3 separate regions of the Mus musculus genome follow, and all the other regions are linked to region 2. The links are chromatin contacts, called in public Hi-C and promoter capture Hi-C maps. All regions are on one chromosome and are shown on one strand. The core of a region is the stretch at or near the end of the contact, and the rest is flanking DNA. Distances in the headings are between cores, read along the strand shown. Region 1 overlaps Rgs3 (regulator of G-protein signaling 3). Region 2 holds the start of Wdr31 (WD repeat domain 31). Region 3 overlaps Fkbp15 (FK506 binding protein 15).

What was found. Promoter capture Hi-C pulls out the DNA fragments that hold promoters and counts their contacts. A called contact is a pair of places that touch in the nucleus more often than the background predicts.
Region 1: a Hi-C map of Th1 cells shows a contact between it and region 2, with 1.5 times the contacts expected there. The contact joins the enhancer-like site here to the promoter of Wdr31 in region 2. A contact is called at or near these places in 2 of 484 Hi-C or Micro-C datasets (CD8 T cells and Th1 cells) and 3 of 9 other capture datasets (adipose tissue, liver and pancreatic islet).
Region 3: a promoter capture Hi-C map of neutrophils shows a contact between it and region 2, with 2.1 times the contacts expected there. The contact joins the enhancer-like site here to the promoter of Wdr31 in region 2. A contact is called at or near these places in 5 of 39 promoter capture datasets (3T3-L1-derived adipocytes, the HPC-7 cell line, hematopoietic stem and progenitor cells and 2 more) and 4 of 9 other capture datasets (adipose tissue, embryonic stem cells, liver and 1 more).

What each region holds. Positions count from the first base shown.
Region 1 is chr4:62,632,808-62,637,654 of GRCm38.p6, forward strand. Rgs3 (regulator of G-protein signaling 3) reads left to right here. Exons shown (of 16, transcript NM_134257.3): 7 at 1,639-1,722. Among named protein-coding and RNA genes, the nearest start is that of Rgs3, 16 kb to the left of the region's middle. Within about 2 kb of position 1,409, at least 90 of the 459 cell types and tissues checked have an H3K27ac peak or open chromatin away from gene starts, as enhancers often do. A contact at or near this core is called in CD8 T cells, Th1 cells and liver, where this site is marked.
Region 2 is chr4:62,469,175-62,473,785 of GRCm38.p6, forward strand. It overlaps Wdr31 (WD repeat domain 31), which reads right to left and starts at 1,725. Exons shown (of 11, transcript NM_023597.3): 1 at 1,645-1,725.
Region 3 is chr4:62,326,755-62,331,458 of GRCm38.p6, forward strand. Fkbp15 (FK506 binding protein 15) reads right to left here. Exons shown (of 28, transcript NM_001045528.2): 13 at 2,594-2,696; 14 at 1,059-1,165. Among named protein-coding and RNA genes, the nearest start is that of Fkbp15, 31 kb to the right of the region's middle. Within about 2 kb of position 2,372, at least 43 of the 459 cell types and tissues checked have an H3K27ac peak or open chromatin away from gene starts, as enhancers often do. A contact at or near this core is called in adipose tissue, hematopoietic stem and progenitor cells and neutrophils, where this site is marked.

The DNA of each region.
Region 1 (4,847 bases), core at 159-2,658, 160 kb after region 2:
AGTCTGGTGAGCCACCCCAGTAGGGAAAGGTGCATGCCGCTGAACCTGACAACCTGAATTTGATCCCTGGGGCCTGTATGGCAGAAGGACAGAAATGACTTCTGCAAGTTGTCCTCCTACTTTCACACCCATTGCATCCACATGCCTGTTCCACATATACGTCTCTGTGTGTGTGTGTGTGTGTGTGTGTGTGTGTGTATGTGCGCGCACACGCATGCATACATGCCTACTCCCACGTGTATATATGTGTATGTGTACATGCCTGCTCCACATATTATGTATTTTTGCACATACACACCTATAAGAGTAGTACAGTTTTTAAATTTGTAAATTATGTTTTGAGGGTTTGTTGTTTTGTTTTGATTTTTAGTATTTTGGAGAAAGGGTATCTATATAACCCTGGCTTTCCTCAACCTCTCTGTAGACCAGTCTGGCCTCGAATTCACAAAGATCAGTCTGTCTCTGCCTTCTGAGTGTTGGGGTTAAAGGTATGTGTCACCACCATTCCCAGTTTTAATTGGTTTTTAAAATTTTAAAAACTGAAAAAATTTAAACTGTGAAACACTCAAGCCAGAAAGTGGTTGGTGCATGCCTTAGGAGGCAGAGGCCAGCTGCTCTACAGAATGAGTACCAGGACAGCTGGGAAGCTGAGACTACACAGAGAAACCCTGCCAAAAAAGAAAGAGTGGGGAGCAGGGTGGGGTGGGGGAGAAAGACTTAAGATAAGAATGGCTTAAGACTTACATATGCCAAACAGAGAATCAGAGTGAATACCTACCGAATAGCCGGTAGCTGTCCACATAGATGCTGTCCACATCGATGCTGTCCACACAGACGCTGTCCCACCTCTTCCATATTACGGCGCGCTCCCTTCCCACCAGAGACCTCCCCACCTTGCTTGATGACTGACCTCCCTCTGCTTTCTGTCAGATTTCCCCATCTGTTTATGCATAGCCTATGTTTGAAGTTTCATCCGAGCTGTAGTACACAGTTGATGCCTATCTTGTCATCTTTCTACATCCCTTGCTTAAGGTCAGGGACTTGGTGGTGGGGGGGGGGGATGTGTGATAAATGTACACTCCCAAGGACAGGTGTCCCTTTGAGGAGGGTCAGGCAGAGTTTGGGCACGTTCTTTGAATCGGACAGGACAGGGTGGTGGGACTAGAAGTCTGAGTAGGAATCAGTTGCTGAGATGAAGGAGTCAGTTGGCTCAGCCTGGGACCTGAGCAGGGCGGGGATCCGCCTGGCCTTGAAGAGACTTGAGTGGCCATATCTCTTGGCATAGGGCCCTCAAGATGCCTCGTGGGCCTGACAGCAGAGACCTCCCTCTGAGGCACACACAGAATGGAGGCGAGCTGAGTGCTGGAGCCCCAGGGTGGGGGCGGACATCAGGGGAGAACTGCAAGGCCCTGAGCCTGTGGCTGAACTTCCTGTAGAGAGAGCAGCTCTTTTGATCAGGCCTGGCTGGGCCGAGCTAGAGCAGAGTCTTTCTCTTTCCATTGCGGGCGGGCGGGCGGGGGCGTGAGGGTGCGTGGGGTCAGGGGTAGGGAGGAGGAGGGCAGGCAGTCTTGTCTTCTCCTCTGCTCTGGCTTTGGCAAGCTGCCCTTTGCATCCCACTCAGCGTGACTAGTTTTTCAGCCCCTAGATCTCTGTAACCCTGCCCGGACTCTCCTGCTGTCGGAGGAGCTGCTGCTGTATGAGGGGAGGAACAAGACTTCCCAGGTAAGACCTGCACAGCCCTGCTGGAAACCAGCTGTGTTTCCTTCCCTCACTTTCTCTCTTCCTTTGGAGCACTAGACAGCCTCAGGGTGGAGACCTGAAACTCTTCCAAAAGCCTTATGGAGAGGTCACCCAGCTCTTGTTTACCGGCTAGTTACAATCTCTCTCTCTCTCTCTCTCTCTCTCTCTCTCTCTCTCTCTCTCTCTCTCTCTCTCTCTCTCTCTCTCTCAAGGTTGATCATTAGTATGGTCAAAGCATACCTCTAGTCTCTAAAAAGACATCTCATTGTTTATCCCAGGAGGAGAAAAGATAACAGTTTATCCCAGCTGAGATAAGCAACCCTGAAGATTAAAGTCTAGCCAAAGAGAATCCTTAGAGGAATGTTGGAGTCTTTCTATAAAGAACCCAAGCCCAGACCCCCTTCTGAGAGCTCAGTCTATGGCCACCCTCCATTACCCTCCCCCAGCTCTAGCCTTGTCCACAGGGGTCAAGGGATAGGTCATTCTTCCTGGGAACCAGCTTATCTCTAGCTGGGAGGACATCCCTCACCCACACAGTGGAAAGGTCAGAGAGCTTGGACATCGGAAGTCTGTATCCAGCCCCAGCTCTGTCACTGGCTTCTGGTGACTTCTGCCATCCTCATCACCCTTACCATCTGAGCAGTGGGTCTGTGCGTGCTTGGGGCAGAGGGCAGGGTCTGAGGTTAGCTCCTTGTAGCTTTATCCTCCTGGACACTCTGGGCAACTGGAGCTAACACCGGAAGTTGGCTTTGCTTGTGTTTTGTTGTAAGCAAGCAGATCAGGACACCTATGTTCCACACGAGTATTGTCTCTTTAAGGAGGGCTCCCCAGGGAGGCTGTGTGCTTGTCCCTCCCCTGACTGGTGACTTGTCTTGTTGTATAGGACTCAAGGGCATGAGATGGTGGAGGAGTCAGTCATTAAGGATTGGCCTGGGACAGTAGCTCTGCATTTGTTGTCTTAGGCCAAAGAAGGTTAATAATGGATATGGCCGCTTGAAAGTATGGAAAAGCAGGATATAAGCATTATTCAGAAAGATTGGAAAGTAAGCAAAACTGGAAAGAGGAGTGGGGGTCCCCAGGGAAGAAAAATCCCCTGGCTTTCCTTCCTTTAGGTTTTATGAAGCAATGACAGAAACTAGACAGACAGACAGAAGCCAGTGGTCGTCTCTGTTGAGGTCGGTTAATTCTCTGGGCTGTCATGGAACAAGCCCACATGCTCTATGTCTGCCCTCCTAGACTGACCAGGGAGATGGATCACTCGCTGCTCATATGCTGCCCACACAGTGATGGGTGGCTGAAGCCTCGCTCCACTCCTCTCTGACTTTAACTTTGACCTTGACTCTCTGCTAGTTCTTAGTCCCTTGACTCGGCCAGCTACTCACCAGCCTAGTAGGTTTCTCCAGGACCACTCATTGTGCTAAGCCGGCTCTCTCATTTACAGGCTCAGCTTGTGGCTTTACCATGGCAGAGGTAATAGTCCACTCTGTTCCAGCCACCGAGGCATAGTCCTTTCGGTTACCTCGTCTGTGGCGTGGCTTAGAGTGCCTCCTGGGTGAATCTTCTTGTTAGAAGCCACCCTGGCTTACAGTTTAGCCTGTCGCAATCAGCTACATTGGAGTCAAGGATAGATGAAGGAATGAAGGCATCTTAAATTATGCTCTAAGGGGCGGGCCTCTGGAGTCAGTGGCCTGCTGTCATTGGCCCAGAGCCCTGCCCCTCCTTTTATCTGACCAGCTTGGATATCTCATAGCCAACTAAATGTAACTTTTAACTTTCCTTGCATCCCCAGCCTCTGTCCTCACACAGCCTCTGTGAGCACCTCACACACAGCCCTCACCATGGCCCTTTCCTCTCCCTACCCTCGTAGAGCTCAGCTCCCACACCCCTGGGATTGCTGACATCACTCTGGGCCTCTCTGTGGAGAGCTTTCTTAAGGGCCTCAGCCTATCAACCTTCCCACTTGCTTCAGTGGGAGAGAAATTTCACTGGGAGATAGGATGTAGGCTGTAAGAGTGAGAAGTCCCTTGGTGCTGGGTTTGGTGCCTAAGTGCGTGTTTGCAGGGTCAGAGCTGGAGAGGTGTGGCTGCATACTTAATGTGCCCAGAAGAAGCCAGTTAAGGACAAGAGCCACCTGAACTATACTCTTATGTCCGATTTTCTCTCTCTTGTCTTGTTCACCACTACATCTACAAAAATTAGGTATTTACTGCATATCCTCTCTGCTCATGCATGATACGTACATGATCCCTTGCTACACACGTCATCCCAATTAGGCCTGAAACATCCTCACGACAGGAGAGAAGCACAAGGAGACTGGGGCTCAACCAGGACCCAAGAATCTCAAGGCTGGTAGGGAATGGAGCCAGGATAAGTTCTTGGCTCTCTGGCTGGGTAATGCTCTCCATGATCCCTGGCGCTTTTGGTATGTTTGTTAAAACCAAGGGAACACAAGCCAAGCTATAGCCGTAGTAACAGTTCACTCCTCCCTACCCCACCACTCTCCCAGCCCCTACCCCTCATCCTCCCCCCTCCCCCACCTCCAACAAACACACACAACTTCTTGCCCACTGGATCTTTGGAAGTTGAGAACCAAAAGAAACTCTCCCTTTAAGACTGAAGGTAGTCTGTTTTAATTTGAAGACAAGAAAAGTAACTTCATCCCTTCTCCTCAAAGTAGGAGAGCAGCAGCCTCCTAGGAGAGCTTCGACATGTCTCCCGATCCTCAAACTGAAAATGGAAAGCAGCTATCACCAGGCATTGGGTAGCTTCTGAGAACATGTCGGGGTGGGAGGGTAAGGTTCCTAGATTCTAGTTACTCTGTGTCATTCTCCAGGCAATAACTTTTCCCAAAGGGGTTTCTAAATGAATATGGTGGCCTCTCTAGGCAGCAGAGTTGTAAACTGGAAGGTGCTAAGCAGTTGGAAGCTCTGCATGTCTTGAACGTTTTCTCTCTCTGTTTCTTTATCCTGACTCTTCTCTGAGCATGGTGATGTTAGGGAGCTGCTCCCATCCCCACAGCACAGAAGTCACATGGTTTGATCTGGACGCACACCCAGATCAAATCATCATTTAGTGGCGGCCTGTTTGGTTTTTTGTTTCATTTTGTT
Region 2 (4,611 bases), core at 475-2,974:
GGCATCCTAAATTAAAGAGCAAGATTAGCCAGAAGCTCTTTACAGGGTACAACATAACACTCTGTGGTTTTTGACTGTTTGTCTTTTGGGGACAAAATCTTTTTCTGTATAGCCCAAGCTGGCCTCCAACTCAAAATCCTCCTGCCTCACAGGCTCATGTGACCAGACCTCAAAATAATGGTCTTTTTAAACTACCTAACAAGACCATCCAAAAAATATCTCTGAAGGCTCATCACCCTGCTTCAACCCACAAAGGCTGGAAGCACTTGGAAAGGTGCTGAAAGGTCATGATGGCTCTGGATGCCCTGTGGGTTTCTGGGGGAAGCAGATCTACATCTGAACCCCTGATCTGTCTCTGTCCAAATCTGCTTTCCAAAGGCCTACATTAGATAGAGCTCAGAAAATCCTCTTTCGGTTATGTAGTACACAATTCCTTTATAGCCTTTGATACAACTGTGATCCATAGAGCTAACTTGCTGTCATGGGGGCAGAACTGAGTGAAATGAATCTTATTTCAGTAGACTTTTCTCATCCTGTCTGTAGACACACACACACACAAAGATTCAAAACAACAACAACAACAACAAAAAACCTCTCATATGATCCTAGTGACTTGAGATGTCTTATACAAACATTTGCAGTCTGACACAGTATTAACCCAAATATTGAAGAAATGACGCTGTAAAATGTACTACTTAGCAAGGTAGTGAGATGCCCCTTGCCTCTTCACCTACCATGAATCACACAAGACTGAGCAAGTTCCCCGTGACTTGTTATCGAAAAGAACTCTTCCCACTCGGGTTTATTCTAAGAATGTGCCTACTAGGCCTGACTTTTCTTGTGATATATTCTTTTTAATAAATCTCTGTGTATGTGTTCTGGCCTAGCAAGTATGATCACTGAGACTTTTAACATGGCGCTAGTTGTGTACATGATTATTATTATTTTTTTTTTTTTTTTTTGAGACAGGGTTTTACTGTGTAGCCCTGGCTGTCATGGAACGAACTCACTCTGTAGACCAAGCAGGCTGTCCAAGAACTCAGAGATCTGCCTGCTTCTACCGCCTCAATGCTGGGACTAAAGGCATGCACTGCCACTTCCCAACTGGTATAAATGATTTTTTTTTTAAATCCACGCTCTCTTCCCAAATCTTTCACATGGATGTCTATCTAACCTATACTCTCTGTGACTAAGACATCTACACCAGTGTTCAAAGATTAACAAACGACTCGCAGAAGCTTATAGGAGGTGGACTGGTTTGACTCTAATGATAATGTAAAGGAAAAGATTCAGACAGTAAGAGGATTTACAAGACACCCGGTCTCACTGAGGGTCGGCGCTAGATCAGAACTCCCAACGTTGAGGACCATCAGCGTGCAGTTCTTTGTTGTCTTGTTTGTTTTCTTTCTGGCCCTTCAGATTATAAATGCTCCTACTCCTGTCCATTATCTGAACTGCTAAAGCTTACTTTCATGTGCACGTGCCAGGGGAGGATTACGCCAAGATGGAAGCAGGTGAAACCAGGTCCTACACATACCCTCCCAGACCTCCTCCTCACTTCGGGTGGGTGGCTGGCTACCGCTGGGGAGAGCGCGAAGATGCCCCCCGATGCTCCCTCTCTCCCACCTCGGGCTCCATACCCACCGGTGGGCTAGCACCGAGGCCCGAAAGCACGGGTAGCAGGCATCCTTAGCTTCCACAGGTTCCCGCGCCTCCGCCCCTAGCAACCAGGCGCGCGTCGCTAGGGCGGGAGTTCCACCTAAACGCTCCGGGCGTCCACGGCAGCCCCGGAACCCAGGTTCCACGTGCCGGAAGTCCCTCAGGGGCCGAGCCGAGAGAGCGTATTTTCCTTTTCTAATTTGATGGTATGTGAATATTCTATGCAGGGGAGGTTTGTGCTTAACCACGCTACATGAACATGAAGCACCTGTATCCTCCAAGAAAAGCGGTGATATCTGTCGTAGCCACAGCGAGTAAGCGATTAATAAGTGTCACTTTGTAATTATTATTCGCCCAGAAAATTTATTTTAAATGTCCCTGAATATAGACAGAGATTTTCTCCATTGAACATTTCCCAAACATCTTAATCCATTCCTCTCATTTGGCATGTGTGTGTTTATTTTTACTAATTTTTCTAAATAGATAAAGTAATGAGTTTCAAATATATGGAAGGTTTTGATTGTGCCGTTCGCCTTTGTGTGGGGACCATGTTAATTTGTTTTCTGTGTCAATCCACTTTTTAAAAAACGGTTTGAAAATAACTTATTTTATAAGTGTGAGTGCTTTATCTGCATATACATATATATATATATATATATATATATATATATATATATATATATATATAATTTGTGTGCCTACTGAGTTCTAATCCTACAGAACGTGAGTTACCGATGGTTGTGAGCTCGATGGTTGTGAGCTGCCCTGTGGGTTTTGGGAACTGAACCTGTGTCTTCTGCAGGTGCTATAAGTGCTCTTAACCGCTGAGCCATCTCTCCAGTTCCTATATTGTTCCAATTTTAACACATGTGCTGCCAAACTGAATACTTTTCACTTTGTTTTTCATCAAACTGGGATGAGCCAGCACCACAAACAAAAAGACTGTCAGTACCTTCTTCAGATTCAAATGGGAAGGTACTAACAAAAGACTAACATCTCGAGAGATGACTTAGCGGTTAAGAGATCCTGAGTTCAATTCCCAGCAACCTCATGACAGCTCATAACCATGTGGGATCTGATGCTCTCTTCTGGAACACAGGTGTGCATGTTCTAGCTCTACAGGTAGAGCACTCATATTCACAAAATAAATAAATCTTTTAAAAAATAGTTGTTAGGTAAATTTTGGAGTCAGTGTATAACCCATTGCTATGGCAAAATACTAGCAGTAGAATAGACTTCTACTGATTTCTACAAAATACTGTATTTCTACAAAATACTGGCAGTAGAATAGACTTCTACTGATTTGGGTCAAGTACAAACTAAGGTGTTAGAGTCTACTCCCAAAGCACTCTGTTCTGGGATACAACCACTTTGAGAAATGCTTCTGGCATCTGATCCTTCCAAACTGGTATCTGTAGTCACACTTGTCCCGGAGCCTCATCTGTCTTCCGCCTACTTCTTGCTCTTCTCCATCTGACTATCTAAAAGACACCTCTTCCTTGACATGACTCACAGACATCATCTTCTGCCTAAACCTGTTCTTTTCTTTCTCTAAACACTGGGCATTACCACCCATTAATCACTCAAGCCACAAACCTAGGAGTCATTTGTAACTGCCTCTCAGGAGCAATCCTCTGTTGCAGGATATTTGATCACACTGTGAACTGGGAGACTGGATTGTTTCTGGGGAAAAAAAAATCTGTTTCTAGTTGTGGTGTGGCTCACCATTAGCACAATTCTTTAGACCCTATGCCCAGAATACAGACACACCCTTAGTACACACCTTTAATCCCAAACAATAAAGCTAGAGTTAGTTTGTAGAAGGAAACTCTTTATGTTTAAAAGTGATGTTTGAGTGACAGACAAAGTGACAAATCAGAAAAAGATTTGACAAAACAGGATATGCCCAACTCTCAGAAGAAGAGAGAGGAAAGAGAAGCTACTTAAGAGAGAACAGTACACAGAGAGAGCCAGAAAAAAAGGAGGCAGTTTTACTGGAAGAATTTTACAAAGAAAGGTTAAAGAGAGAACGAGTCAGACACAGATAAAAACAGAGCGAGGCAGAGAATGAGAAGGAGCTAGTAGATTAGAACAGATTGTCAAAGTTAGTATAAAGCCAAGCAGAGCAATTTAGGAGAGGCCAAGAGGGAGAAGCCAGATTGAATCAGTCAGCTTGCAGAGGAGTTTGAGCCAGAACAGCTGAGTTGAAGCAGCCCAGCCAGAGTTCAGAAAGAACTAAAAGGGTGAGCTTATTCAGCGGTAAGTTTCAGAGGCTGAAAACATTCTAGGCCTAGATTAGGTTGTACAAAGGCAGTAAACCTCAGAAACAACAATTACATCAGGTGAATAAAAGTTATTTTAACTATCCTGCTCCCAAGGTTTCCAATTCTGCTTTCTAAATATCCTCATTTCTCTCTAGCCACTGTTTTGGTTCAGGCCAACACTATCCGGGGTATAATAAGTTAAAAATAACCATAAACTCATCGTTGATTCTTCCATTAGGGCTGGCATCATACATTTTTTTTTTTCATTTGAGTGTAGCAGAAGTAACATTGTGGAACTTCTGGATTTAAGCCTCAAAGGGACTTGGTTTCTCCTTTCATCTTTTTGAATCTGTAGGAAATCCTAGCCAGCTCACCTGAAAGGCACAGCACACACAATAGTTAGCACCAAATGTCAAGCATGAGTAAGACTGTTTTATACTTTCCAGCCTTCACGTGGTGAAAACCACAAGGAGAATCATCAGAAAAGTGATCCAGGTGTGACAACCCAGTTTGCCAATCTTCTAAGTTAGGAGCACATAAGCACCTTCCACTTTAAGCTCCTAGACGGGCTTTTAGGTGCAGTAAACAATGACAATCCAAGATGAAGCCCAAATTCTTCATGAGGTCTCTTAAGCTTTGTTTACATCTCTTCATCCTCTCTGCACACCCATGCTATGTGCTTCAACAC
Region 3 (4,704 bases), core at 1,122-3,621, 140 kb before region 2:
TAAAATGGCTATATAGCTGAGGATACCCTTGCATTCCTGATCCTCCTGCTTCCAGTCCTTCATGCTGGGATTACAGGCGTATGCCACCACGTACTAGATCCTGCTTATCTGCGTGACCAGAGCTCTTGTTTTTCTGAACTGAAGTATGGCAACTGTGAAAGGAAGATGAAAGCTTTGGGAATCTGCTATATGAGCTAAATGACACAGGCAAATTATATTTGCTGTATTATATGAGCTAATTAATACAGGTGAAGCCCCCAAGAACTGCCAGATTAAGTGCCTGGCACAAGGCAAATAAATGCTCAATAAACAACAACTATCATTTTAAGAACAGTCACTCTTTCCCCATAGAAACACTAGTTTATTTCCAAGAACAATATAACAACCCAAACATTAATTACTAGAAAAAAAAATCTTAGTCTGTGGCAGAGGGATTTTCCACCGTGGGAGCCTTTTCTCAGTTTTGATTCCCCTTATCCTAGTGGAGCAAAGCCTGCCCACCATGGCTCCCACATCTCCACTCAGAATCGCCTCCAGGGTGGGTAGGGCAGGAGAGACAGCTCTTGCTATCCTATGTGTACTAGTGGGAACTTTGCTAGGTGCCAGGCCCAGGCCTTTAATAAGTACTTTGCTTATTCTTGCACTTAATCTTCACAAAAACTTGCAAACAGAAAACTTTGTGTGGTTTTAGAGACAACAGAGCAGTAATTTAGGGAAAGGGAAATGACAAGCTTTGACTTGGAGAACTGCTGCTGTGTAAAAAGGAGAGAGGGATCATCTGTGTTCATATAAGAAGAACATAAATTATATCTCATGCCTAAAAGAGTTTTAAAATACTATTGCTACCTGGGGGCTGGATGTGCTGGTGCATTTAATCCCAGCTCTCAGGAGGCAAGAGGCAAGCAGATCTCTGAGAGTTTGAAGCCAGCCTGATCGTTGGGTGTGTGTGTGTGTTTGTGTGTGTGTTTGTGTGTGTATACCACCAGCCAAGACTACATAGTGAGACCTTCTCTCAAAATAACAAACAAAAAAAAATTAATTAATTAAAAAACAGTTACCTGGAAGTTCTGTGCATTTCCAGATACAGCCGAGTGAGAATCAAGGGACACAGCTTGCATCAAGGCAGCAGAGGGTGTCTGGAGCCCAGAACCAGATGGCTGAGGTGCTAAGACAAATCAAGGTATTTTTACTGTTACCCATCCTTGCTTGTTTTGTCAATGCAAAATCACAACTCTCACCTCAAAGGAGATAAGAGATCATTTATGTTGGAGCCAAGTATGTGCGAGCATGTCATGAAACCAAAGGTTCAGGTTACTCCACATCCCAAGTTCCTACACAGTAAACAGACTCATGAAGTTCTCACAAACCTAGACACTTTAAATACAGTGGTTTAAAAATATCAGGGAGGCATATTCCAGGAAGTCAGGAGATCCATTTATGGCCTCAGATACTATCTGACCACGTTCTTAGCTTTTAGTTGGTAGAGGCTAGTACTCTGTACATTCCAAAGGATTTACCTAATAGTGTTAGGCTACATACACAGAGGGGCAATAAACGGCTATTAAGTGTTGCAGGATGTTTGACACACCGTGAACCTAAGATTGTGTTATTTACTAAAAAACAAAAAACAACAACAAAAAAAAAACCCAAAAGATGGCTTTAGTTGTGGTATGGCCCAGCCTTAGCACACACCTTTAATCCAAGAACTTTCTGCTTGAATACTGTAAATAGGATTAAATAAAAACCACTATTGTTAATAACAGGTCAAGAGGCAGAGCAAGCAACCAGTTGACAGGAAGTGAACACAGAATTAGATAAGAGGGACAAGAGGACAGATAGAGAGATACATAGGAAGTAGAAGGGAGGGGCATTCAGTCTGAAGGAGGTTTTTTGAGATGGTGAGTTGGGAGGAATGAGGGATCATTCCTTCTAAGACATAGCCTGAGAAGGAAGGTCAGCTGTGTGTTCTCTCTGCCTCTGAGTTAGCATGCTTTCACCCCAGCATCTGGCTCCCAAGTCTTCACTGGTCAAATCAAAAGATTGAAACTTTGTTTATCAAACAACTAAGGGTGCTAAAGATAGCCCAAGATAAATTACAACTGGTCTGAACCTGCTGGACCCCTGCCTCTTCACAATTCTTGACGTTCTCATCAGCTAGCCAGCCTTGCAGAAGGTTCAGTGCCATGTGGGGCTCTTTCCAGGAACTTTCCTTCACACTTGTAAGTCTGAACTGGCACCCAACATTCCCATGCTTTAAACCAGACCACTTTCCTCCCAAAGCAGCCCATGGGCAGCCCAGCAAAGGTGGAAACAGTGTTCTCTTGTTCATCTGACTCAGATCCCATCAGCTGACACGAGTGTAAAACAACACATACGGAGATGTCTCAACAGCTGAGCACAGACTTCCTAAAGGGGCAAAGCAACACAGCAGACATACATCTTAGCCTCAAGTGTTCTACTCAGAGACAAACTGACAAGTCTTAGCCCCTAACCCAGGCCCCAGCACTAACAATACTAGTTAATAATCTAAGGAACACAGATGAAAATACTGATTCAACTCAAGGGCCGAGCCTTATCAAGGTTCCTTTCTTACCCTGTGAGGCCATCTGTGGTAATACCGGATGAGCTGGCTGAAGAGAAGGCTGGATAGATGGTGTCACAAGGGACTGCCCAGCTCCTCGCAGAACAGTTGCATCCTGAAAAAAACACAAGGGTTGATCACTATGTGTAGGTTTTAGCTGAAGACAGAGGCTGCCTGTCTCTAACTCGGCTCACAATACAGGATTTCTAGTCAAGAAAGAGGAAGGAAAGGCAGGCAGAAAGCCAGTTGTCAGGGATATGAGTTGTACAAAGGAAGAACTCAATTATGCAAGAGTAAGAGATCTTCTTCCTATAAATCATATCAAATAATTAATATAATCCTACAGAACCACCATCAGCTACCCAACTCTTCCACCAAGCAGTCTCAGACCTCAGAGCACCCACAGAAAACTGGACAGAGCAGAGCAAGTCACTGCACCTCACTAGCATGCTGGCTTGGTCATGTCTGTCCAGGACGCTTGTCCTAAGTCTTTTGTTGTTGTTTGTTTGAGACAAGGTTTCTCTATGCATCGTGACTGTCCTGAAACTTGCTATGGGGACTTGTTGGCCTCAAACTCCGAGATCCTCCTGTCTCTGCCTTAATTGAAAGTGATGAGCTTAAAGTGTGTGTTACCACACCCAGCTGTTAGCTCTCACTATTAAAAGATTCTTAAAAATTCATAAAACCAAAACTGTTAACTCTGAGCAAAGCTGCCCTGTATTCCTGCTTCAAGCAAAGACAAGATGTCATATGACATGAGTCATATGACTATAATTTGCTGTGCTGTGGTTCAAGGGCTGTCATCTCTGGATTATTCTTATACTTTAGAGCTTTCCCCAGCACCAAATATTGTCTTCTGGGAAAATAAGCCCACTTTTTGATAATTACTGAATTCTAAATCAACTTAAATGTCTATCAGGAGAGTAAAGGGAATTATGGTAGAGAGAAGGCCACCTAGTTGTCTTTAAAGCAATACACTTTACATATATTATTGACATTCACATAGGCATTTATGATATAACATTAAGTTTAAAAGTCAGTTTATAAAGCAATATATAAGGAAAATACCCCTTTTCTAAATATATTCTTTCATTATAAATTTTAATTATTATGCAATAAAGTAACTTTTAGTTTTTAATTAATTATATTTAAATTTTAGTTAATTATATATAAAAATAATTTTAATGAACTATATTATTCAAATTTCATTTATAGAAACCAGGAAGACAATTACAAAACAGTAAGCTTCCATTTAAAATGTTATATTTTACATCTTTCCGGGGGGTTGGGGAGGACAATACTCTAAAATATAAAGCCTATTTCAGAGCATATTTTATATCTTTTTTCATTTTATATCAAATGAAAAAAATCTCAAAAGTCAATCAATCATATATTTCAGTTCACTTGAGAAAGAATTGTTTTATCAGTAACAAGTTAATCATTGAAAAAGGCTTAAGTTACTTTATATTCTTATGGATTAAAAATTTAGATCTAAATAAATAAAAAATAATCATATTTCTGAAAGTCATAATGCTATGCTTTTAAAGTACAAAAATGAAGATGCTTTTCCTTTGTATGTGTGTGTTTATGTGTTCATGTATGTATATAGGGAGGGTACACTTGTGTCCTTATGTATATGCTGAGGTCAGAGGTCAGCAATGGGTTCACTTTCTATGTTAATTTTGAGTCAGGGTTTCCCACCAAACTTAGAGCACATTGATTGGCTAGTTTGTCTGACTTGCAGGCTGGAGGGATCCCTCTGTCAGGGCCTCCTCAGAGCTGGGATCGCAGGTACAAGCTACTGCATTGGCTTTTACATGGGTACTGGGAAGCTACTTAGGTTTGCATGGCAAGTACTTTACCTGCTGAACTCTCTCTCCAGCCCTGGGAATGCTTTCTAAGCACAACATCAAAAGTGAAAAGCCTGGTAGACTTGATTTCAATAAAATCTTGAACTGCTAAATAACATTTTTAAAATATGAAAAAAGCACTATACATATAGTCATAAAAGCTAACAGTTTGGCCAGGCGTGGTGGCGCACACCTTTAATCCCAGCACTCGGGAGGCAGAGGCAGGTGGATTTCTGAGTTCGAGGCCAGCCTGGTCTACAAAGTGAGTTCCAA